Linked DNA regions of Mus musculus: all the other regions are linked to region 5. The links are chromatin contacts, called in public Hi-C, HiChIP or PLAC-seq and promoter capture Hi-C maps. All regions are on one chromosome and are shown on one strand. The core of a region is the stretch at or near the end of the contact, and the rest is flanking DNA. Distances in the headings are between cores, read along the strand shown. Region 1 has its middle 100 kb from the start of Gm31026. Region 2 overlaps Gm30735 (a long non-coding RNA gene). Region 3 holds the start of Frem2 (Fras1 related extracellular matrix protein 2). Region 4 has its middle 71 kb from the start of Gm31026. Region 5 holds the start of Ufm1 (ubiquitin-fold modifier 1).

Region 1 (4,421 bases), core at 317-2,816, 160 kb after region 5:
TTCATCTGTAGGCAGAGAAACAAATTTTGAATTTTATGCATGAGAAGATTGATAGCTGGCACAATTATTAATTTCTGCAGGCTTCCTGTTAGTGTCATAAGATTTGAAGAAAAAAGCCACTCTAATAAAAGAAGACTCTACCTTCTCAGTTAATTTTGGAGAACGAAACACTTTAAGCAAGTCTAATTTGATAGGCCTCGCACCCTCATGGGATAGCAATTAACATGCGCAGGTATGGAAGATGCTGGGGTAATTGGTGTGGGTTGTATTCCATCTGTGCTTTGATAACCACTTGGGGATGTACACAGTAGCCGAAGCCTTGACTTCCTGCTGCAGAATGGGCATGCCTGTTTTCTCCGTAGGATGCTATTTTGGATCCAATGAAATAGTAGACATACGATTGTCGGTGTGGATCTAATTTGGCAAAAGCAAAAACTTCTGAAGCTCTTTACCTCTGTATCTCACCACCACGTATTGCAGAGCACACTGTCAGCTTGGCTAAACGGAGTGAAGTGAGGTTACCTCTTCCCCAGTTCCACCAGGCAGCTGGACTCCCCCCAGTGTTTCCCAAGGGAGCAAGCTCAGGTTAGTGTTCTACTTGCAAACAGCCCTGAGAGGACAAAACATCTAAGTCATCATTAGCCTTCAAGGCAAAAGTATTTGTGCTACAAAATTATAAATGGAAAAAGGCTCCATTTTCTCCACAACTTAAGTACAGGAAAACCATTTTCCTGAGCATCTCACACACGGGAAATGTATCGAAAATAATTACCCAATCTCCAGATTTCATATTGTAAAAGAAATAATAGACAATTCTTATGAATTCAGCATAAGGAAAAGTGGGTGAGAGAAGATCTTTATGAAATATCTGTGGGTCTGCATGCTCTAAGGAACGCTTACCAAGCAGTAGGTTGCCCTTGTCTTAGTGTCAAAGTGCTGGTGTCAGAATGCCTGTGAAAACCATAAGCACGTCATGGCCATGCATTTCAGGGCAAAAACTGTACCTACACAAAAATTTAGGCTTGTGGATTCATTCTTTCTAGAAAGGATTGAATTTAAACTTCTTGTGAGAAAATTGAGGTTGATGTAGTATTTTTCTTCTAACAGGCAAGAACACAAACAAAAGCTTTATGAAATCAATGTCTCTTACGTCTGTCTACAAACACAGTATAAAACTACCTCATAAAGGGTGAATGTGTTTGTCCTGCATCAGGGGCAGGGAAAAAACCTGAGAAAAAGGTGGGATTTGTGGTAAAAATAAAGCATCTTTCTGTAAATATAAAGGAGTATGCTAAATGTGTTGCCTTCTTTACTTCTGGAATAGAGGACAAATGCAGGACAGGACTGACCTGTGAGCCTGGTTTAATCATAGCCATTACTAGCAGTATACACAATTACATGTGCAAAGTTATTCTTGGAAAATATACCCTTTTTTGAAGCTCACAAAGGCCAACATGAACATCCCAAAGAGGTTGGTAGTGTTCAGTGAGTGCCTTCTACTTGCTGGTGTTGTGGGAGTCATGACTGCATCTCACCAGACATGAGGCTCTAGTATCAGCTGTTTCAGACTCTGGAGTGCCTGGAGTGTGACCTCATCTGTTTCCACCGAGAGTGACTGCAGTTCTTCCCTCCCCCAGGCCCTGTGCCACAACAAGAACTACTGCTTGTTCACTCCTGGACCTTACATCTGCCCCGACCCCAACATTTTAATACCCCATGCTGCCCGCGCCTTCACCCACAGAGTTATTAACTACTTGGATCCTGACCTATGATTTTCTTCTAAGACAACATTTCTGAGCCCGTTTTCTCTATCAGTTTTTAAAGACTTGGGAAGACAGCATCTTTTTATCTCTGTGATATCTTTGGGACCCACTTGGTTAAGCAATCCAAACACAGGAAGACATGTTACAGAGTATTCCCATTTTATAGTCTATGATCTGTACTTGATTTAATGAAAAGGCGTGTTTATTATTTTAATGAGCTTCTCTCGGTGCCAACTGTCACCCAGAGGATGAGAGAGGAGGAAATGTGGGTAGGAGGTGATGGGGCTTTCTTGCTCAACAATACTTTCCATCTGCTTTCTGAACAATTTTCTTCAGAGGGATTGTAGAAGGCAGGAAAGAGCTGGCGAGTTTGCTCCTGGGAGACGACAGGATGCTATCAATCTCATCCAGATGTGGCACCTTCGATGATCTGTTCTGTGACTGGACTGGGAATGCAAGCAGGGCCAGCTATCCCTGGAGGGTTCAGAAATACTGTAGACTTAAAAATTTTGCTGGAGTGGCTGAAGCTCCCCCCCCCCCGTTTATTTTTGTCATTTGTGTGACCAGGTAGAAGAGCATGTTGTGTGATTTACTTCACCCATTTCACGTGAAGAGTTCCTGCATTTATCCGATATTTCCTATTAAATACAATCTAGAGCTGTTGGAGTAGGGAGATATCCTGGTGACTGAAGACTGCTGCAAAGGCATGAAGACCGAGTATGGATCCCAGCACTCATGTGAAAATCAGTGTGTGGTGGCTCATTTCTGTACCCCAGTGTTGGGGTGCAAGTTGGGGAGGGCAGACACAAACAGATCTCAGGTGTTCACTGACCAGATGGTTAAGACAGCATTTAGTGAGAGACCCTGTCTCAAACAAATGTAGAGAGTGATGAGGAAGACATCTAGTGTTGACCTCTGGTGTCAACACCTGTACATATGTGTATGCTCACATGCATACACCAGCACACACATGCATTTAACACATCCATACACATAAAGTAAGATATAATAATATACACTCTTCTCTAGGCTGTTCTTGGAACATTAGGAGAACAAGAATGAAGATGGCAAACCCATGTCCCCTTCCCATTAACTTAATGTTCTAGGGGAACACTCTATATAGGAGACTATAGGAGAGTCTCAGCTAAGAGTTCAGATCCATGGGTCATAGGCTGGATTCGTGACATCATCCCTGTAAGGTCATGCAAGACTGTGATATTTCAACATACTGAAGCGAAGAGAATTGTGGTATTAATCAGCTCAGATCTTTTGCACAGAGGTGTAACTTGGAAGCAATCAGGTGAGATGTTCATGTAGCACCCAATGATATTGCTTGTCTGAAATGCACTGTGCTTGGCGTACAGCCACAGGCATAAATTCTTTATGGTCATTCTGATTTTGTCACTGGCCCTTAGCTATATAAACTGAGTTCAAAGCAAACAGCTGAGCCCTCTTCTGCTCCTGCATTTAAGATGGGCCTCTGGGTGTCAGCCCTGCTTACTTCAATATCGGAAATAACGTATGGTGCAGAAGTAAAACCCTTGAGACAGGTGACCCAAGTTGGACCTCAACCAATCCCTCCTGAGAATTTTGTCCTTAAATGACTTAAGGCCAATCCACCTCAGCTTTCTTATTTGAAAGATCTATTAACATGAAGATTGGGTGATCTAAAGCTCATAAAAGGTGTTCTATCACACAATGATTGACTTCTCAGTATTAACTTTCCTAATAGTTTCTTCAGCTAAAGTATAGTGATTGTATATTTCACTTGTTTTCGTCTGCAAAAACAGTTTGGAGTGAGTGAGAGAGCTCCAGGTGGACATAGCAAGCCCCTGAATACAGCTTGACATCCCAAAATATGGTAACAATATTAAGGTATAGAACTCGACCTGAGGCCCATGTTTGCGCTTATTGACCAAATGATTTTTTGCCAAGGTACAACCACAATGAGGATGTGAGAGATTGAAGATAGTGAACTAGATGGTTTGGGGGGGGGTAACCTTTACTCCTGGGCCACCAGTAGCATGGTAGTTAGTTCTGATATTCGGTCTGTAGTATTTTTTAGGAATAAAGAATGTGGTACAGGAGGAGAGCTAGCTCTTCTTATGAGCACCTGAGGTGACCTGTGAAGATGGTTAGCTACTCTCATGGCCCAGAAAAGCCTAAAAAATTCATGCAAATCAAGAAATTCAAATCTTCCTTGTTTGCTTTAAGCACACCCATAACACCTATGGGTACACATATCAGAAAAGTCACCCAAAATCCGAAGGATGCCAGTTTAAAGACGCCATGTGTGTGTGTTCCTGGTCCCAGAGTATAATGATGAATGTACTAGGAACTCCCAGGCCAGAGTGGGGCGGATTGTAGGGTCAGCGGCCCAAAGTGCAGGCTGAATTTTTCCTGCACTCACTTAAAAATGCAGAAAGTATTGCTGAACTTAATGGCTTAGATGTAGAATCTCTAATCACTAACACATCCAGTAATCAAATCACCTGAGATGAGCCTACAAGTTATAGAGCTCATGGTTGATTAACCTGTACATGGGTTCCTCGGACACTCTTGGACCATCCTCACTGAAAAGGAACAAATTGTTCCAAAACTAGAAGAGGTAGTGGTCCAGAACAAAAATATATCCCTGAAGAAATGAAACCTTATGGC
Region 2 (4,349 bases), core at 1,545-4,044, 130 kb before region 5:
AAGTGAAAAAGTAATCGTTCTTCTTTATAACTTGATTATCTCCTGTGTTTTGTTATAGTGACAGAAAGCTGGCTAACATAAGAGTCACTGAAGACTTTCATCTTTCCTCTAATAAAATGGAGTCAGACATTGTGCTGGCTGGTTTTGAGGGTCAACTTGACTGACAAGAAGCTCAAGCCAGAGAGGAGGGAGCCTCAGTTGAGGAAATGCCTCCATGAGATCCAGCTGTGAGACATTTTCTCATTAGTGATCAACGAGGGAGCCTAATAAGGAGAGTGCTGTCCCTGGTCTGGTGGTCCTGGGTTCTATGAGAAAGAAAGCTGCTAAGCCATGTTAAACAAGCCAGTTACCAGCACCCCTCCATGCCCCCTGCACAGCTCCTGCCTGCAGGCTCCAGCCCTGCTTTAGTTCCTGTCCTGACTTCCTCCAATGATGGACCATGATCTGGAAGTGTAAGCTAAATAAAGCCTTTCCTCCCCAACTTCCTTTTTGGCCATGGTGTTTTGTTCCAGCAGTAAAATCCCCAACGAAGACATCATCATAACTGTTTAATGAGAATTTCGGCTTCTATATTGTTTGCTATATACCACTGTGAAAGAGCCAAGAGGAACAAGGGCTGGTGTTGTTCTTATTTTACAAATGAAGACACTGAAATACACAGAAGTCAAGTTTTGCTCTCAGCTTCATGGTTTTGATCATTTTTTCCCCAGTTAATGTCCACATGGCTTAGAATGTTATATTCAATTTTGACACTCTGAAGGAATCAAGCTTTCTTGTTTTTAAGTAAAATTTCTTTCAACTCATGACCACAGAATATGAGGATAATACTCTCTTGGGGTGAGTGATGGCTATTTTCGGTTGTCAACTTGACGCTGTCTGGCATGAACTACAATCCAGAAATGGAGGGCACACCTCTGATCCAGATCTTGAGTCGGGGAGAAAACACACCTTTGATCTGGATCTTGAGGCGGGAAGACACCAAGTTTGTGATCTAAATCTTGAGGTGAGATGACGCACACCTTTAATCCAGCCAGATCTTCAGGCACGGCTTTAATGTGGGCCAAATCTTCTGCAGGAGGCCTACATAAGGGCAATGAAGAAGGAAGGGTTTGCTTTTCTTTGCCTGCTTGCATTCCCTTTGCCAGCATATCCATTGGGGACCACTTCTTCAGGATCCCAGCTTATCCTGAAGACCAGCCGAGACAATCAGCCTTGTGGGGCTGAGCAACTACCAGATGCTTGGACTTTCCATTCTCAGCGGCCCATTGGTATATATGGATTCATTCCATAAATTCTGTGACTCTAGAGAACCCTGACTAATACAGAAGAATGTCCTAGAGCAATTGCTTCATGCTTAGTACTCACAACAGAAGGCTGCAGGTCGGAAGCCAACTTACACACACACACACACACACACACACACACACACACACACAACACACACACGCCGCCCCCTCTCCCCCCGGGTGTGCAGGATGAATGTTCTCGAGAATCAGTTCTTATAGCACAGATAGCAGAAGAAGCTGGCAATCTCTCGAACCAGAGGAAGAATCATGCCCAGAGTTGTGAACAACTGTTCCTGTAGCCTAGACACAGAGTACCGTAGAGAACGAGTTTGAGTGCCACAGCTCTGCAGTACCTTGTTTGGGCCCCCGGGCGGGACAAAGCTTTTGCTTAATCCTTAGGTGAGGTGACAGACTGGTAGCCATGATTGATCAAAAGTTGGCTGCTTGACTAGTGGAAACCTAGCTAACTAAATTGGGTTTTGGTTACAAACACATGAAGTTGTGTTGAAGTTGACTAGCCAGGACTGAAAATACAGATGCATTCCCAGGCTAATGTTAATCTCACACTGTTGAGAAAGACGCATCTCCTATTCGGGCTTCGCTATTTGCATCTGAGGCTGTAGTAGGACACATTATCTTTGGAGTTACTGATATTTCTGAGTCCATTTTTGGATCCTGATCTAGTGGAGAATGGCATCCGTGTCCTTGTCTGAACTCTGCTTGCTCAATCAGTTGTCACTGCCATTACATTCTGGGCCCTGATGGGTAATAGGTAATTCTGGATTCCTCCCTGCCTTTTATGGTTAGGAGAAACTGAGAGCACTCTTGTAAGCTTTGTGAAATGCAATGCCAGCATGCACTAGCAGTCTGACTGGTACATTAAAGAAAGACATGGTGTCCATCCCAGGAACCTTTGGGAATCATTGGATACTTGCAAAAAGAGTCACCATGTCAGGGTAGAAGGAATAGAGACAGTGACGATAGGAGACTTATTACTACAAACTTGGAATACCTATTTACAATGCATCTCCAATGATTCCAGAAGGTTCCGATGACGAGGTCAGATCCCCAGGAGTTAGAGTTACAGATGTCCATCTGTAACAGCCATAGAGCTGTCCATCCCGTGTTCAGGGAACTGAACTTGTGTCTTCCAGAAGAGCAGCGAGTGCTCTTCACTGCTGAGCTATGTCCCCTATTCCCTTCATCTGCTCTATTTAAACTGGTGATCTCAGCACTTTGAATGACACCTATCAGGTAGCTGTTGAGTTACAAGGGGACGGCTATCGGTGTGAAAAAGGTGACTTTCTCTCTATGGTGACATCATGACAGCCGCTGAGATGCCCCCTACACCACCTCTCCCCACACCCCCATCACTGTCACCCACATACTGGAACCTGAGGTTAGGAAATGATTTTTCCTCTTTGCCTGGCATCCCACCCCAGTTCTCTCTCCTGGAGCATTGCCCCCTGAATTCCTTTCTCCCACCAGATGGCACTATGTCTTCAGTATTCAGAGCTACAGGTTTATTGAAATGAGGCTTCTTTGTTCTCCCTGCTACTCGAACCTTAACGAATGGGTTTAAAGACCTATTCCAGGCTAACATCATGAATACCTTTTTTTTTTTTTTTAAATGGCAGGCAGCCTAGCTATATGAAAGTTCGTGAAATATTTATAAAAGCCAACTAAAAAGGCAATAAAGACATTGATTTCTACAGCCAAAGCTGAGATTTTGATGTCACTGACAATCAATGTTAAGATGTTACCACTGGGCCCTTAATGCAAAAACTAAAAGAGATAAAGGAATGATAAACCAGGCTGGATGTGGCATGCATATGCATATGCATATGCATATGCATATACATATACATATACATATACATATACACATACACATACACATACACATACACATACACATACACATACACATACCCATACCCATACACATACATGTACCCATACACGTATACACACACACACACACACACACACACATACACACACACACATACATACATACACATATACACATACACATATGTATAACATACTATATCGTTTACATGGTCTCATCTATCAGGAAAACTTACAGAATTCAGGTTTGATGAAGAGCTTTGGGTGTTGCGCTCTGGGGTCTTCTGGCCACTGGTACCTCTGAGGTAGCCTGAAGTTCATGGAAGGAAAAGTCTGATTATTTCCCTCCCATAAGGACAGGGTCATTAGGTGTGGGCTTGAGGGTTTAGCTCCGGGTTTGTGCAGGCAAAGGGAACAGAGAAGTCACACACACACAATCATCCCCTCAGCTGACATGGAACTATAAGCAGCCTGGGCAACACACTTTCTAAGTCTACTTACTATTCTTCCAAAGTAGCTGCGAAGGCTCCTAGTTTCACAACATACCCCACAACCAGCAGCCTGGGAAGCTCTGAGGAGGTTTATATATATCTAACCTAGAGGCGTCTTGTTCAGTCATAAAACAATGTCTTGTCTGTAATTTTACTATTATTCCCAGGAAATCAGACCCTTAGATGGACAGGCTGAATGCTTCACAGATCTGATGGCTTCCCTCCGTGCATTCTCTCTTCTTATGAGTACATTAAATAATATTAATATATTTTTAGTAAGTGACTTTCTTGGAGAAATACTTCAGAGTTTGTTTTTTTTTTTCCTACTAATAAGACTTCCAGATAAACACATTACAAACCAACCTATGAATCAAATTCTTGATGGTAGCTATTTCCTCTTAACTTTGTTTAAATTTATCTCATACGGTACCCTTTGCAGCACTGCTAAATTCTTATATTATCTTAAAGAGGAGAAACATCAGTAAATTAAAAACACATTTTTTTTGTGAGTGGATTAATATGAACTGTCATCCATGTGAAAAGCAGTGCATAGCTATTGTGTAAAAACAAACATTTCCAATTTCTCCCTCTCAGAGTAATGCTAATGGCGTCATGCTGGTGGGCAGCGCTCTCTCTCTCTCTCTCTCTCTCTCTCTGAGATAATTGTCTAACTCACACATAACCCCTGATTCTTCTATGTGATCACTTGGTATTAGAC
Region 3 (4,621 bases), core at 453-2,952, 210 kb before region 5:
CCACCACCTCCAGCCTCACAGCTTCTAGGTCATCTTCATCACTGATGACCAAGTTCTGGGGTCCACTGCCTATGGGACCCGTGAGCGGCCGATATTGACCCTCATAGAGAATAAGGCCAGTGTTTCGTGTGACCACGGGAGCCAGTGTGTTCATGGGTTTCACCACCACCATGAAGGCGAAAGGGTCTGAGGCTGCTCCTTCAGGGTCCACTATCTCCAGCTCTAGTTCAAACAGACGCTCCTGATCCGAGTCTTCAGAGGGAGGCTGGTAGGCAATCTTCAGCAGGCGCAAATCCCGCTGTGTAAAGGAGGAGAGAGGCAGGCTTCTGTCATCCGTGCTCACCAGGTAGCCCTGCCCAGGCTGGAAGGCAGAGGTGAGGTTGAAAATCAAAAGGTCTGGGTCGGATTCAGCATCCTCGGCTGCTAGCATGTCTGGAGTGAGAGCAGTCAGTACAAACTGGTCCACCTCCATCATCATCATGGCCACGAAACTGGGCTTGGGTGCAGTGTTCTCCGCTCCTCCTCGAATCCTCACAAGCACCTGGAAGTGTTCGCGTTTTAGAGCCGGGCTGCCCTCTGGAGCCCCTCGCGAATGCAGCTCGACCACCATAGGCAGCCAGTCCCTGTTAGGCGAGCGGCTGGGGGCTGTGTGGCGGTAGCGGACTCCCAGCTCCTGGAATGCTTTGCAGTCCATCAAAAGGGTCTTAGAGGTCCCTCTATCTCCGGCCCCTCCCTGGACCTGTGGGTAGTGAAGGAGTTCTCCGTAACGAGGCAAAGCGCTCAGACCTGACAAGATGCCCACGCGGCACTCCTCGGTCTCAGGCTGGTAGGCGAACTCTAAGCTCCGATCGTCCAAGGCATTACTGGTCCCTAGCAGTTCTTCCACGACCAGAGGTAAATTCCGAGTCACAATCTCCAGCTGGGTGAAGACCACTTCCACCTCTAGTGCCAGTGGCAGGACTATCGCCCCTCCTGGAGCATCGTAGCGCAGCTGCAGGCGGACGCGGTCGCGGGAAGGGCTGCGAGCACCCAGGTGCGAGTAGCGCACCTCACCCGGGCCATAGTCGCACGCAAAACGCTTGGGACTCAAGTGGCCCGGCCGCTGGGCCAGCGCGTCGTTGTCTAACACGGTCACTGTGCAGCGGTCTCCTGGCTGCACCTGCAGCACCAAGTCACGCAACGGATCCAGCCAGACTTCGCGACCGAAGGGCACACGGAGCCCGCGGTTTGCCACCACTATAGCTTCCTCTGTAGGGACTCCCGAAGTCCCGGAGAGACCCAGGGACTGAAGTGCTGCACCGGGGCCAGCAGCCTGTGTGGAGACGTAGCTTACCAGTGACAGGAGCAGCAGCAGCAGCAGCAGCCTAGGCGACTGTGCGAGTATCGGCTGGAAGCTGGAGAACTTGGCTGTCCTGCGCGCACGGCTGGCCATCCCGGGAGCCCTTGTGGTATGCAGGCTGCCGGCCTTAGAGTTCCGACAGTTCACCCGGCGGGTATGCAAAGCTAGACTTTGCAGGCTCCTAGAGAGCACGGTGGGAAGGGCCGGGAACTCGGCGCGGTGCCTGCGGGGCCCTCCCAGTGGCAGGGCTGGACCAGGAGGATGGCCAAATGCACCGCACGGTCCCTCCTTGGAGCCGCAATCCAAGGCACTAAACACTTCCAGCGCGTCCCGGGCGTGTAGCAGTCAGGAGAGTCCCTACGTCCCAGGTCCCGGGAACTTTGAGTCCTTTGAGGAAAATCTCTCCCTTTGCACCCCTAACTCCAATTCTCTCAGGGGACCAATCGCTGATCGCTGGAGGAGGCCCTGAGTCCAGGGTTGGGTAGTGACTGCTGTCAATCAGCTCCCAGGCGGGGAAACTGCGCAGAGCTGCTCTGAGAGAGGTGCAACAGGTTGGTTGGAATGGAGGGGCGCCCTGAGCTTGCTTGCCCGGACCTGGGGCTGCGGCTCAACCACCAGCCTGCGCGGCTCTACGGACTCAAGTCTTCAGGTCTAAAGATTAGTGCATCTATTAATGCATCTCAGTCCCGTTCCTTGGTCATTGAAATCTCTCCCGGGATGGCCACCTCTTGTCGAAACTTCCAAAGCCAGGGTGGGAGTGAAGAACAAAGTTGAACACACCTTGTTGTTGAGTTTGAAAAGGAACCCAGAGCAGTTTGGGAAGGCACTGGAGATTTTCAAACAGACAGGGGATTAAAAGCCAGACCTACCTAGCTAGAGCAGGTGCAATACCCACCAGGGTCACCACCACAAGCCCCCACCCCCGCCCCGACTCCCACCCCCACCCAAGCCCTTGCTGATTTTCCCGTGCTTTACGAAACGGACCCTGTCCGGCGGATTGGTGGCGGTGGTTGTTGTTGTTTTTTAAATCAAGCCCCTCCTTTGCAGTCAAAGTTCACAGAGTTAAAGTGAAAAGAAGCATTTGGGGTGTGTGAGAAATGCAGTCTGATCAGAATCGCCAGTCTCCCACCAGAGAAGTTCCAGAGAATGTAGCCCCAGGCTGTCCTAAACTACCCCTAGCTAGAGAGCTGTCACTGCAGACGCTCAGTTCACCTTGCAGAATTTAGACGAAGGACAAGCTAAACCCAGCTGTCAGCAGCATAGCTTTTTTTCCCCGTTTTTCTTTTTCCACGCCGAGAGAATTGATAAATACCCGGAGGGCAAAGAAGAGTTTAGATAAACCTCTTTTCAGCTAGACCAGATTGAAACCCTAGGCTGGGCGCTTCCTGCCCCCTTGTGTCGGTTGGTCAGGTTTCCTCAGTATGCAGATTCCTCTCCCTGCGCTGCACCCAAACCCCCTCACAATCAAAACCCAGTCGCTTTCAATGGGGTTCTGGGCACTCTTGCTTATCACGTCGAAATATTTTCCCCAGTAATATAAAAGGGACTATGAAAGAAGGACCTGAAATAATGCCTATTTCTCTTCAATAAAACACCGAATTTGGGAAACAGGATGCGTTGAGAATCCTTGTAAATTTCAGTCTAAATGAAAGTCGTAAGATTTAAGTGTGACGCGTTTTAAGGAAGAAATGAACAATCACTTTAAACCTTCCTGCAGCCAGCCTGCCAGCCTCTACCTCAGGAGTCTGACTCCTGTCTGATGTAGTCACACGTGTTTCAGGCCAAAGCCCTAATTTCGTTGCTAGATTTTGATGTTAAATGTCTGATTCTATTCTAAGAAATTCACTGGCCTCTGAGGATGAGATGTGAAAGATTCTAAAAGTCTTTTGAGAAAAAAAAGTGAGGCATTTATGCAAACAAACTGGTGGTATTTAGTTAGTAGAAGCTCCTCTGGGTTCTGTGCTTTGTACTGTTGGGGGGGTCTTCAACTCCTACTACATGTCTCAGTTTATGACAAAAATAGAAAGGACACAGCCAGTACTTGAAACACATGAGAAAATTCCCATCCAACTCCTGGCCAGTTTCCAATTATCTTTGATGTAATAATTTTATGATTTATCACGTTGATTTATGGAACTCCAATGGCCAAGACATGAGAATATTCCGGTTTCTGTTTGCAAGTATGTAAGAAGATGTCAAGTGGAGTAGATGGTCAGTTTCAGAATAAAGGTCTTTCTGTACCATGTTCTAAGTCCTACTTAGTGAAAGAGAAGTCAAATGGATGCCAAGTGTCCTTACTCTGTGTGTGTGTGTGTGTGTGTGTGTGTGTGTGTGTGTGTGTGGCCTGCCTGAAAGCCACAGCCTGACCTCTGATGGTTCCCAGTGGCTCCAGGCTTTTTCCTTTCTTCCTTTTAAAGTCCAACAATGTTTGATTTGCCAGCAGTGATAAGATCAGTATTTGAAGTATGGTCAGATGCCTGAAGGGTAGTGTTCAATATTTTGTTTTGTGCTAAGAAAATACAGGCTCAAGTTTATTTTTAAGTAACCTAAGGAAATCAATAAACTGGACTTTTAGGTGACTTTAAATTTTAGCCTTTCTTAACTGAAGTAATGGAATAATTCTTTAGAAACATTTTTTAATTAAAAATCTTAGTTTACTTTTTTAATCAGACAGCTAGCAATATAGAGTTGCTTAAATATTTTTTATATGGATGATCATTGCTGAAAATGGTAATATATTACATTTTTGTCAGAGAGTTTTGAATAGCAATTCAACATTAAAAGATATCTGCTTAAGTTAGCAAGGAAATGCCATTTTAAGGAAAATGTTCTTTATCTTAAAAGTGATGAAATAAGTTAAAAAGTACTTTTTTTTTAGATCTAGGTTTAATTCTTTAGCTCTTACTTCCAAATCCAAACAAAATATCCCTTAGGATGCATTTTTTTTTTCACATCTTGGAAAATTCACACAAAAACTCTCTTCAAAACAACAAACTTAATTTTAGTGGCTGTTGAAACCTGAAAGATTTCCGGCCTACGGTCAAGCATCAAAGAGCGGATTTCCTGAAGTAAAGGAGGTATTTAAGATGAAGGCAAGATAGTCAGCTGGAAATGTAAAGCCAGGCTGCGGCTAAGGGAGCAGCTGATAACATCGGAATATTTTACTTTTCATTATGGAGTTTGCTTCACTCTTCCTGTGTCTTCTATTGAATCCTGAGACTCTAATAGTCTCAGAGGCACTTCAGAAATTTGTACATCCCTCCTTAAGGATCCATGATTGAT
Region 4 (4,291 bases), core at 471-2,970, 130 kb after region 5:
GGGTGGTGGCACTTGTGTTTTTTGTTTGGGGACCATTGTTCCTTATTGAGGTTTGGTCTATGGTTATGTATTGTAATGCTAAATTTTATACTGGATGGATTAGAGGTAGTTGGGTTTGGAGTGACCTGGTTGGAGAAGAGACTAGAAGAGAATAATGACAGAGAGAGAGAGGGAGAGCAGGAGAGGGGGGAGGTTGCCGTGAGGGGAAAGGAACCATGACCACACAGCCAGGAGAAAGAGCAAGTATCTGGGGTACACTGCTAGGGAGGTAGCCAGGCATGCAGTTAGAAGAGTAGATTTAGGGTGACCCCCCAGTAATTGTCAAAGTCAAATAAAATAACCATAGTCTGGGCCTCACTTATTTGTAAGCTAGTCGGAGATAAGCTTAAATTGTTAGTACTACATTCAATGATGCATATGTTTTCATTGTTTTGTGCTTGAGAATTCTCAGGTTTACTGGAATCTATTGGACTCTAAATAAATAATCAGACCACTATCAGTACAGATGAACTTGTCTGGAGAAAGAACAGTTTGTTGCTCAAAAGACAAGGTCAGCCAGGAAGATTGCCTTAGGGCTCCCTGCTGAGGCTCATTACAGTGAGGTGCCCAGGAGAAGCTGAACCAGTTGTCTTTTAATAATGTGTTGTAGTAAAAGATACACATCTCATTTTGATACGAAATTAATTATTCTAACAGAGCTCTCAGTCTGGTTACAGCCTATCAAGAACCTGCACAAATTCCAATTAGGAACTAAATGCTTGCCCATGTCTATTTGGGATGGGACCAGTTTGTTAGAGACGTTACAGCTAGGTTGCTTTACTAGAGTCATAATTTAATAACTTTGTTCATTAACTGACTCTGAAGGGCAGAGCTCAGATGTAAAAGCGGGGTCTGTCACAAAAATCTCGTAATATTTATGTTTGAAGGAAGTGAGCTAAGAGGGCCATTTCTGCAGGGTTTTTAGTGCATTTAACATTCATTTTCCAGATTTATCTAACCCCCCTGGAGGCTAGTTAGGAGTCACTAACACATATGTGTCCCGTTATAGCTCTGGGAGCATCCTTTGGGAAGATTAGGCTCAGTCACCACAGTTTTCAGAAATTGTTTTCAACTTGCCAAAATCCATTATGGAAGAATTGTTTCTTTCCAAATGGGCTGTCAATCTCATTTCTTCCCATGTCCATCAAACACTGAGAATATTCGATTCAGGATTGTCCCACATGAATTTGCATCACGGGAAAAGTTGTTCTTGCAATCTCAAGAGGCCCCCACTTGTATTTTTGTCTCTGAAGGATTCGGGTCATTAAGAAGCAAGAGCAAATGCAGCTGTCTTTAGTAGCTCCCTCTACCATCTCACTGAGCAATAAAGTTCACAGCAAACGTAGGGTAGGGGAAGTGAAAAACGGAAGGATTTTCTTTACATCATAATACTGAGGCCATAGCTACCAGTACTACACTGAGTAACATTATCCCAGTAAGAGCAGCTTCATCCTAGACCCTAATGGGTTCTCTAGCCACGTTTAAAACACCCTATCAGAGCTGGTTAGATCCATGTTTAATAAGAAATTATGAGTTTACTTTTGTTCTTCAAAAATTAGCTGGGAATGTAGTTCAATTGATAGAGTGCTTATTCTCATGCAGGAAGCCCTGGGCTAGGACCTCAGAACCATACTGGGCACAAACTGGGCACATGCCTATAATCCAAGCACTTGGCAGGTTGAGGTAGGAGGATCAGAAATTCAAGGTCATCATCAGCTACATAGTAAGGTGCAGGACAGCCTGGGTTATACAACACCCTGTGTCTTGTCATTGTCTTCTCCTTCTTTCCTTCACCTCCTTCTCTCCTTCCTCTTCCTCCTCTTCCTCTTCCTCTTCCTCTTCCTCCTCCTCCTCTTCCTCTTCCTCTTCATCTTCTTCCTCCTCCTCCTCCTCCTCCTCCTCCTCCTCCTTCTTCTTCTTCTTCTTCTTCTTCTTCTTCTTTTTCTTCTTCTTCTTCTCTTTTATTGTCCTTGTCATCAAAACCACCATCATCATCATCTGTTCTTTGATTTGCTTTAATTTTATCTTTGCTGGTTGACAATGCATTATTTTAAATAGATTAGATGATAGAGATTATCATACTCTTATTATTGTCTATATGTGTATGTGCATGTGTGTGCATTCAGGCAAGTACACAGAAATGCACACATGGATGTGTGTGCACATATGTGTGCATACAATACTGTTGTGTGTACACATGTGCATGTGTGTATGCATGAATGCGTGCATGTACAATTGTGTGTGTACATGTTGTGTGTGTGCACACATGTGCATCTTTGTGTGTGCACCAAGACTGTATAGCTGGCAAGAGGGATCATGTGGAGTTCAACTCAGGCAGTCTGGGGAGAGTCAATTTCGGTGATTTTCATATGAATTTCTTATTGTTTAACACATATCAAGGGAGCAAAGAGACAGAAAATTTAGAGGCATCAAGACTATAATTTATGTTATCTTAAGGGGACTGGTTCCTTTGAGGCATAAAAGTGCAACTAAGGATAATTCCATTTGGCCAGAACTTTGAAAGTTGTTTGGTGAATAGGAATTCTAGATGAGGAGAGAAAATAGAAATTGAATTTTACTATTTATAGATGTAACTTTTTCACTAAAGAGGCTAGTTCTGTCTTGATATATTTGAAGAAAGTTCTGGAATGGTTAGCGCTTGAAGTTTACAAATGAGAATAGAGGATTGTTTTACAATATGCCTGTTATGAGCTGACATCAAATTTTACCTCAAATTTCATGTAGGGAAAATCCTGAATTTCCACATTATTATAGCTTCTTAATCTACTAGACATGGAAACTCATGGACCACCAGTCTGAAGCTAGGTATTATTTAATCTATCTTTGTGTCAATTTTAACTTATCATTGTGCATTTACATCTTAAATATTTACCATCTTTCTCTGCCAACATGGTCCCATTTAAATGTCAGTTCCATGAATTTTGGAAAGCAGAGAAAAACATGGGCTGTGACAAAATGAGCATCTGCCAGGAGTTTCCAGGTGTTGTCTCAAAACGACCGGCCCACAGCTGAGATGATTGGCATCCATCCTGTCTTTCTCTTCTCTGAGAAATATCTGGTGGCTTTACTTGATAATTCACCCTCAACGGTAACATAGGGTTCTAATTTTCTGCCTTTAAAAAAATATATATGTTAGTTCTTCCTCTTGATCAAACCCCTGATCTCTATGTTCATTTTATAACAGATCTAGTCATTTATATTCATTAATGACATTGTATTTGAATATAAGTTTCATGTGTCTTTGTAGATGATACCAACAATCATGTCTTCTGGGGGACTATTTTGTTTTCTCTGATTGAGATTATCTTAATGTCCACATTCAATGTGCTTTCCTTCTTTCCCTTTTCAGCAGTATTTCTTCCGAATGTCAATTCTCAACACCTTTGACAAACAAAACAAAACAACAACAACAACAACAAAACTTGTCAGCAGGGAGAAGCATTTTCCCTAAGATCGAATATCTTCCCAGCTACAATCAAGTATACAAGATTTTTGGACAAATATTTCATGATTTTAATGTTATAAATGATAGTTGTGTTCCTTTTGGACACTAGAATCTCTAGATATTTTTTTTAAGGACAGGTGTGATAGCCTTCCAGTCAACTCACTGCAAACCACAGCAGGTTCTTCATCAGTCACAGACTGCAGCTCCTCGCTGCTTAGTGAGCTGCTACTCTTCTTAATTAGGTAATTATGTGCTTAAGGAGAGGTCAGGGCAATTACGTTTAAATCTATTAACCAAACATTGACAGTATTGGTTCTTACCAAGAGCTGAACCCAGCTAAATGGCTCTTAAAGACAATGGGGAAAATGTATAGCCTGTTAGAATGAAAAAGGGGCCCAAATAAACAATAAAATCTAAATTTTAAGCAAATAAGTCATGTATTATTTAGATAATTTATAACTCCCAAGTGTGTTTGGTATACATATAGCTGTTTCCCTTAAAATTATTTAGCATTATCTTCTATTGCAGCCTGTACATAAGCAGTGTCTGACAATAAAAAAAATAGCCTGTAAAGACACAAACATGCTAACAAAATAATAAAAAAAATGTGTACATATGTGTGTATTTGGTGCATTTGTGTGATATATGTATGTGTGTATAGATAGATGTGTGTATGTGTGTGTTTACGTGTTATACTCATATACACATGGTATATTCCTTGATCCTCAATAGGCACTTCTTTGTAAAACTAAAAGTCAATAAGGTTTTAAATTATTACTTTCTACT
Region 5 (4,523 bases), core at 1,133-3,632:
AGCTCTGTGCAAAAACCAACACCCTGCAAGCAGAGCTCCACCTTCTCTTTCTTTTCATGTTTCCATGTGTTTAGGCTTATTGTATGTTATGTGTATATGTGCCTGCTTCTGTGTGTACACATGTGTAGAGGGGCTGATAGAAGCCAGAAGAGGGCATCAGATCCTTAGGAACTGGAGTCATTGCCAGTTGTGAGCTAGGAATGTGGGTGCTAGGAATTGAACCTGGGTCCTCTGCAAAAGTAGCTGTGCTCTTAACAAACCATCTCACCTGGCTGGTGAGATGGCTCAGCGGGTAAGAACACTGACTGCTCTTCCAAAGGTCTTGAGTTCAAATCCCAGCAACCACATGGTGGCTCACAACCATCTGTAATGAGATCTGACATCCTCTTCTAGTTTGTGAAGACAAATGTTATAGACTTCCATATAATAAACCACCAAGCCATGGCTCCACCCAGGTTGGTAAAAGTGCAGACCATGGGCAGACAGACACTTAGATGAACCCTCTCTCTCTCTTCTTAAAGACACTGTGTCTTTAAGACGCTAGCCTCCAACCCAGAGAATTAGCTTGCCTTTGCCTCACAAATGCTGGGATTATAGGTGTGCTAGTATGCCCAGGAGGAGATCTGTCAGCAAGGCCAACTTTTCTATAGCCTTGGTCTATTTTATTGCTTCTCGTCTAACGTTTTAAAATAAAAATGTTAAAGGCAGTGTTAATTAAGTACAAAAACCAGACACCTCTCTAGCAGAGAAAACGTTTCTATTTGTCAACACATAAAACATCGATGTCATATAACATTTGTAGGGCTAAGCCTGGATTTCTCTTCTCAGAAGCGCAGATGAATTTTTTGTGCTAGCATTTTTCCTTCCAAATGTTAATTAATAACCTAATCCTCAGTAGAACAAAGCAGGAAGACTGTAGAAAGGGGCTTTCCCAACAGTAGCTATGTGCTTTCTTGTAAAGGCATGGGAGATGTTTACGGGCATTCCATAAAAGTGAGAGGCGTCCCCTCTGATTTCTTTTGAATGGTGGGAAAAGGAGCTGTGGAAATTTTGAAATAAGACAAAAATACTTTCTGTGGATAGGAAAATGAGAAAATTTAGGGGAGCACAGTCGAGTGCCAGTTATGAGGGTTTCACATAAAACTCATCAGCACTATTGTAATTTCTTCAGGAACAGAGTTAAGTGCAGAGAACATAAATTTGGTTTTTCACCAAGCAAAATATTCCAAGCTATCAGAGAGGTGGCTATCAGATTCCTGGGAGTTAGCAAAGAAACGATCTTTAAAAAAAAAAAACAAAAAACAACAAAAAAAACCTAGACTACAGACTTTCGTCTGCACACGAAATGAGTGGGTATGGCACTAGGGAGGCAAAAGTGACAGAAAACTTTTAACTTTTATTGTTGAAGGCACACTGCGGTACATCATCCAGAGGAAGAGAATACAGCCATCTGAAGACAACCGTTTAGAATGAGCCCTTACGGGAGAGACGAGGGATACGTAGACCATTTTAGACATGGAAAGATAAGGGAACCACAGGCCACGAGGCTGAATGGATCACGGGTGGGAAACTTCAGAAAACGATGACAGCTGCTCTCAGCTCAGTTAGCTGGGCCTTGGTGCCACCAAACCCGTCATGAATGAAATCTATGGAAACCCTGGTCTGTCGCAGGTTAGCATAGGTCTTCCAGCTGCAGGAACTCAAAAGGGGTCAACTTAAAAATCATACTAAGATGGAGCTGGGTAACCTGTGTTAGCCATCAACTGAACTGCTGAAGCACAAGGAAGGGCCCAACAAGGACACAAGGTCCTACACCCCCATTTCCCAATCCCGCTAAGCACTTTTTATAAAGATCCAAGTGTGTGTGACTGGGAGTTCAGCACCTAGGCACCCAGTCGTTGTGTTTATACACAACAAAGCAAAAAAACTGAAGTTAAGAGTGTTCGGGTCGGACCTGTCAAAAGTCCAGACTTGGGAAGTCCTCCCTAACTTCCGGTAACAGCTGGTCCAGGTAAAGACCTTTAAATCAAGTAAACGGGTTCCATCCTCGTCCAACCTTCTTCCCGTTGCACCTGCCCACCCAGAGCGTTGCGAGGGGCCACTGGCTTTCAGCAGAAATGCCGCACCCTTCCTCCTGTCCCCCTCTGTCCCGCCAGGCCCGGCCAGCTCCAGCCCTGCCTGTCACTCACACTTTGTACGGCAGCCGCGGGTCCGACGTCAACGTGATTTTAAAGGACACCTTCGACCTGCCGGAGAGAACGAGAAGGCGTTACGGTCGGGACCGGCCACGGGGTTAAGGCCGGGACACAGGGACGGATACTTACATGGTGGAACCGCCTGACACACACCGCGCCCAGCCGCCCGCCGCGCTTCCTTGATGGCCGGCAGCGGGGGCCTTCGCGGCCCACGTCGCCCTCCAGCGCGGCTATCCACACAGCGCCTGAAAATTGTGTCGGAGCTCACAGGCTACAGAAGGCCGATAGCCCACAGTTAGACATTTCATTCTGAGTGTGTCTGTATCAAGTTGAAGTGTAAATGGTAGAGAGAGGATATGTTTCTACTTTTGGTAGTTCACTGACACATTTTTAGTCAGGCAATATAAGGGATGTCAAACAGAGCGGCCGCTAGGTCCCCACTGGCTGGTTACGGCGGAAGTAGGGACTGAGTCGAAGCCGGACGTGGCGGCGGAACTGGGGCCGGGACTCAAGGTCCGGGCGGATGAGGAAGCGTTGCGGAGTTGCTAAGCAACCTAGCAGCCGGCACAGATAGATACTAGAGAAGCTGGACTCAGTTGCTTTAACTAACAACGTTCTTTGATCTTTCTAGCATTTCTGATAATACGATTTCCATCCGTATTAACCTTATAGTTTTCTTCACATACTTCACACTTCACTACAGACTTTTTAATAATTTCAAAAGAAAGTTATCACGATAGAATTATGCTGAGATTCCTGTTAGGGCCCAGAAGAAAAAATTGTATCCTAGCACTAGCAGGTTTTGGAGGGAAAAAAAAATCATTACTATATCCCGTTGTTCTTGATGTGTCCAAATAGACTTTAACTCTAATGCAAGGTTGCCAATCAGGTACATTTGTTCAGCTGACCAATGAACCTTGTGTACAGCAGGCACTAAACTAAAGGCTGAGCTCACTGTGTACACCAGACATAACCAAAGGCTGTGATCCCAAGCAATCAGGCATAAGTCCTTTAGCATCTGTCAGTCGGTTGGATTTCTATCGTGAGAGGGGAAAGCTGTCTTTCATCTTTATCACAATGTAAACGCCAAGATAAGCATTCCATCTCACAATAACTATACCTTTAAAAAATATATACTGCAGTAAGTTGATGAAGCCAGAAATAGGCACTGAACCAAGAGGAGACCCAGTCAAACTTTAGAATGACAGGTGGATTCTTCATGAGAAATCCTGATAGATTAGAAGCTCCCTTAAGAACATTGGAACTACATCTCATCTTTCCTGTAATGTTTTCTATAATGGTCTATAATGTTTTCTCCCAAAGGTGAGAATTCTGGTGCTGACTGTAAGTAGCACTCCAATATTCTCCTGCTGTATGCCATGTAGTGAATCCAAGAGACATATACTGACTTGTAGATATGGATATCAAGGCCTGTATCTTCTAACAGCTAAAACTACATAGTTAATGTGTATGACTAAAGTCTTGTCTCTGAAGACAAAATTACCTGTCTACCCGTGCCATCTATTGAAATAACACAAAGTTAGAATACAAATTTTGGTTTGTTTCTAAGAATACACATATATTTTAAATAAAATTTGTATCTGCTCAAGTATGGAACTATGTGACACAACGCTGAAAAGGACACCATAAGTCTTGGATGGAAAGTCGTCCTGGCAGTCCAGAGCCAAGGAATACCACAAAGTCACACTACACAACACACTTCACCCGGGAGATTCATTGGGAGGGGAGAACCCAGGAGGGTGGCTGCCTCTGCTAGGATGAGAAACAGACAAGCAGCAGAAAACCCGGCAAAACATGGGGTTGGTATAGCGTTTCCTGAGGGGTGAGATGGGGACAGAGATTTCCGGGGTGGCCTGGGATTGGAGGAAATACATGGTCTGATCTTTGGGCGAGCTCAGGAATTGGTGGAGGGTTTTTGTTTGTTTGTTTGTTTGTTTTCCCTTGTAGTAGGGCTCCTAGCTATTCTTCCTCAGCGTTGGGATTGGCAGCTAAGCCCAGTAGGGAAGTGTAGGTGCCAGGCCTGCCCCATCTCTGGGGAAAGGGCTTAAGAAGAAGTCTGTGAGCATGGCAGGGACAGCCCTCCTGCCACTCAAGTGGGCATGAATAGTCAACAAACTTACTTTGTTCAGAGTTTCTGTTATATGTACACAACACAGTGACTACAAGATTCAACCCCAAATGGTATGCAACTTCAATAGTCAGATGCTAAGGCTACTCCAGAAATACCGTACTGCATCAAAATAAAATCGAAGGCTCCTAAGACACACCTGAGACTGGAATGTTACAGGCAACTTTAGAACAGATTTT

What was found. Promoter capture Hi-C pulls out the DNA fragments that hold promoters and counts their contacts. HiChIP or PLAC-seq counts read pairs in DNA pulled down with a chosen protein or histone mark. Hi-C and Micro-C count contacts between places; a contact is called where the count stands out from the background.
Region 1: a contact with region 5 is called in a promoter capture Hi-C map of hippocampal neurons, with 2.5 times the contacts expected there. The contact joins the enhancer-like site here to the promoter of Ufm1 in region 5. A contact is called at or near these places in 3 of 39 promoter capture datasets (the C10 cell line, hippocampal neurons and pre-B cells), 3 of 484 Hi-C or Micro-C datasets (B cells, olfactory sensory neurons and uterus) and 1 of 115 datasets of contacts at active chromatin or transcription factors (large pre-B cells).
Region 2: a Hi-C map of cardiomyocytes shows a contact between it and region 5, with 2.0 times the contacts expected there. The contact joins the enhancer-like site here to the promoter of Ufm1 in region 5. A contact is called at or near these places in 1 of 39 promoter capture datasets (hippocampal neurons), 1 of 15 datasets of contacts at CTCF or cohesin (pro-B cells), 13 of 484 Hi-C or Micro-C datasets (the 63-12 cell line, the AtT-20 cell line, cardiomyocytes and 8 more), 5 of 115 datasets of contacts at active chromatin or transcription factors (embryonic forebrain, embryonic stem cells, forebrain and 2 more) and 1 of 9 other capture datasets (pancreatic islet).
Region 3: a contact with region 5 is called in a Hi-C map of Sertoli cells, with 5 times the contacts expected there. The contact joins the promoter of Frem2 here to the promoter of Ufm1 in region 5. A contact is called at or near these places in 1 of 39 promoter capture datasets (cranial neural crest), 6 of 484 Hi-C or Micro-C datasets (Sertoli cells and embryonic stem cells), 2 of 115 datasets of contacts at active chromatin or transcription factors (both in embryonic stem cells) and 1 of 9 other capture datasets (pancreatic islet).
Region 4: a contact with region 5 is called in a RAD21 HiChIP or PLAC-seq map of pro-B cells, with 4 times the contacts expected there. The contact joins the enhancer-like site here to the promoter of Ufm1 in region 5. A contact is called at or near these places in 4 of 39 promoter capture datasets (the C10 cell line, hippocampal neurons and pre-B cells), 2 of 15 datasets of contacts at CTCF or cohesin (large pre-B cells and pro-B cells), 7 of 484 Hi-C or Micro-C datasets (B cells, cerebral cortex, conventional dendritic cells and 2 more), 2 of 115 datasets of contacts at active chromatin or transcription factors (large pre-B cells and pro-B cells) and 1 of 9 other capture datasets (pancreatic islet).

The regions. Positions count from the first base shown.
Region 1 is chr3:54,025,990-54,030,410 of GRCm38.p6, forward strand. It overlaps the pseudogene Gm18018. Among named protein-coding and RNA genes, the nearest start is that of Gm31026, 100 kb to the left of the region's middle. Within about 2 kb of position 1,567, at least 9 of the 459 cell types and tissues checked have an H3K27ac peak or open chromatin away from gene starts, as enhancers often do. A contact at or near this core is called in hippocampal neurons and uterus, where this site is marked.
Region 2 is chr3:53,732,582-53,736,930 of GRCm38.p6, forward strand. Gm30735 (a long non-coding RNA gene) reads left to right here. Exons shown (of 5, transcript XR_867291.2): 5 at 59-4,349. Among named protein-coding and RNA genes, the nearest start is that of Gm30735, 32 kb to the left of the region's middle. Within about 2 kb of position 2,795, at least 9 of the 459 cell types and tissues checked have an H3K27ac peak or open chromatin away from gene starts, as enhancers often do. A contact at or near this core is called in cardiomyocytes and cortical neurons, where this site is marked.
Region 3 is chr3:53,655,653-53,660,273 of GRCm38.p6, forward strand. It overlaps Frem2 (Fras1 related extracellular matrix protein 2), which reads right to left and starts at 1,703. Exons shown (of 24, transcript NM_172862.3): 1 at 1-1,703. The coding sequence starts at 1,432.
Region 4 is chr3:53,994,036-53,998,326 of GRCm38.p6, forward strand. No RefSeq gene overlaps it. Among named protein-coding and RNA genes, the nearest start is that of Gm31026, 71 kb to the left of the region's middle. Within about 2 kb of position 1,721, at least 5 of the 459 cell types and tissues checked have an H3K27ac peak or open chromatin away from gene starts, as enhancers often do. A contact at or near this core is called in pro-B cells, where this site is marked.
Region 5 is chr3:53,861,425-53,865,947 of GRCm38.p6, forward strand. It overlaps Ufm1 (ubiquitin-fold modifier 1), which reads right to left and starts at 2,383. Exons shown (of 6, transcript NM_026435.5): 1 at 2,325-2,383; 2 at 2,190-2,246. The coding sequence starts at 2,326.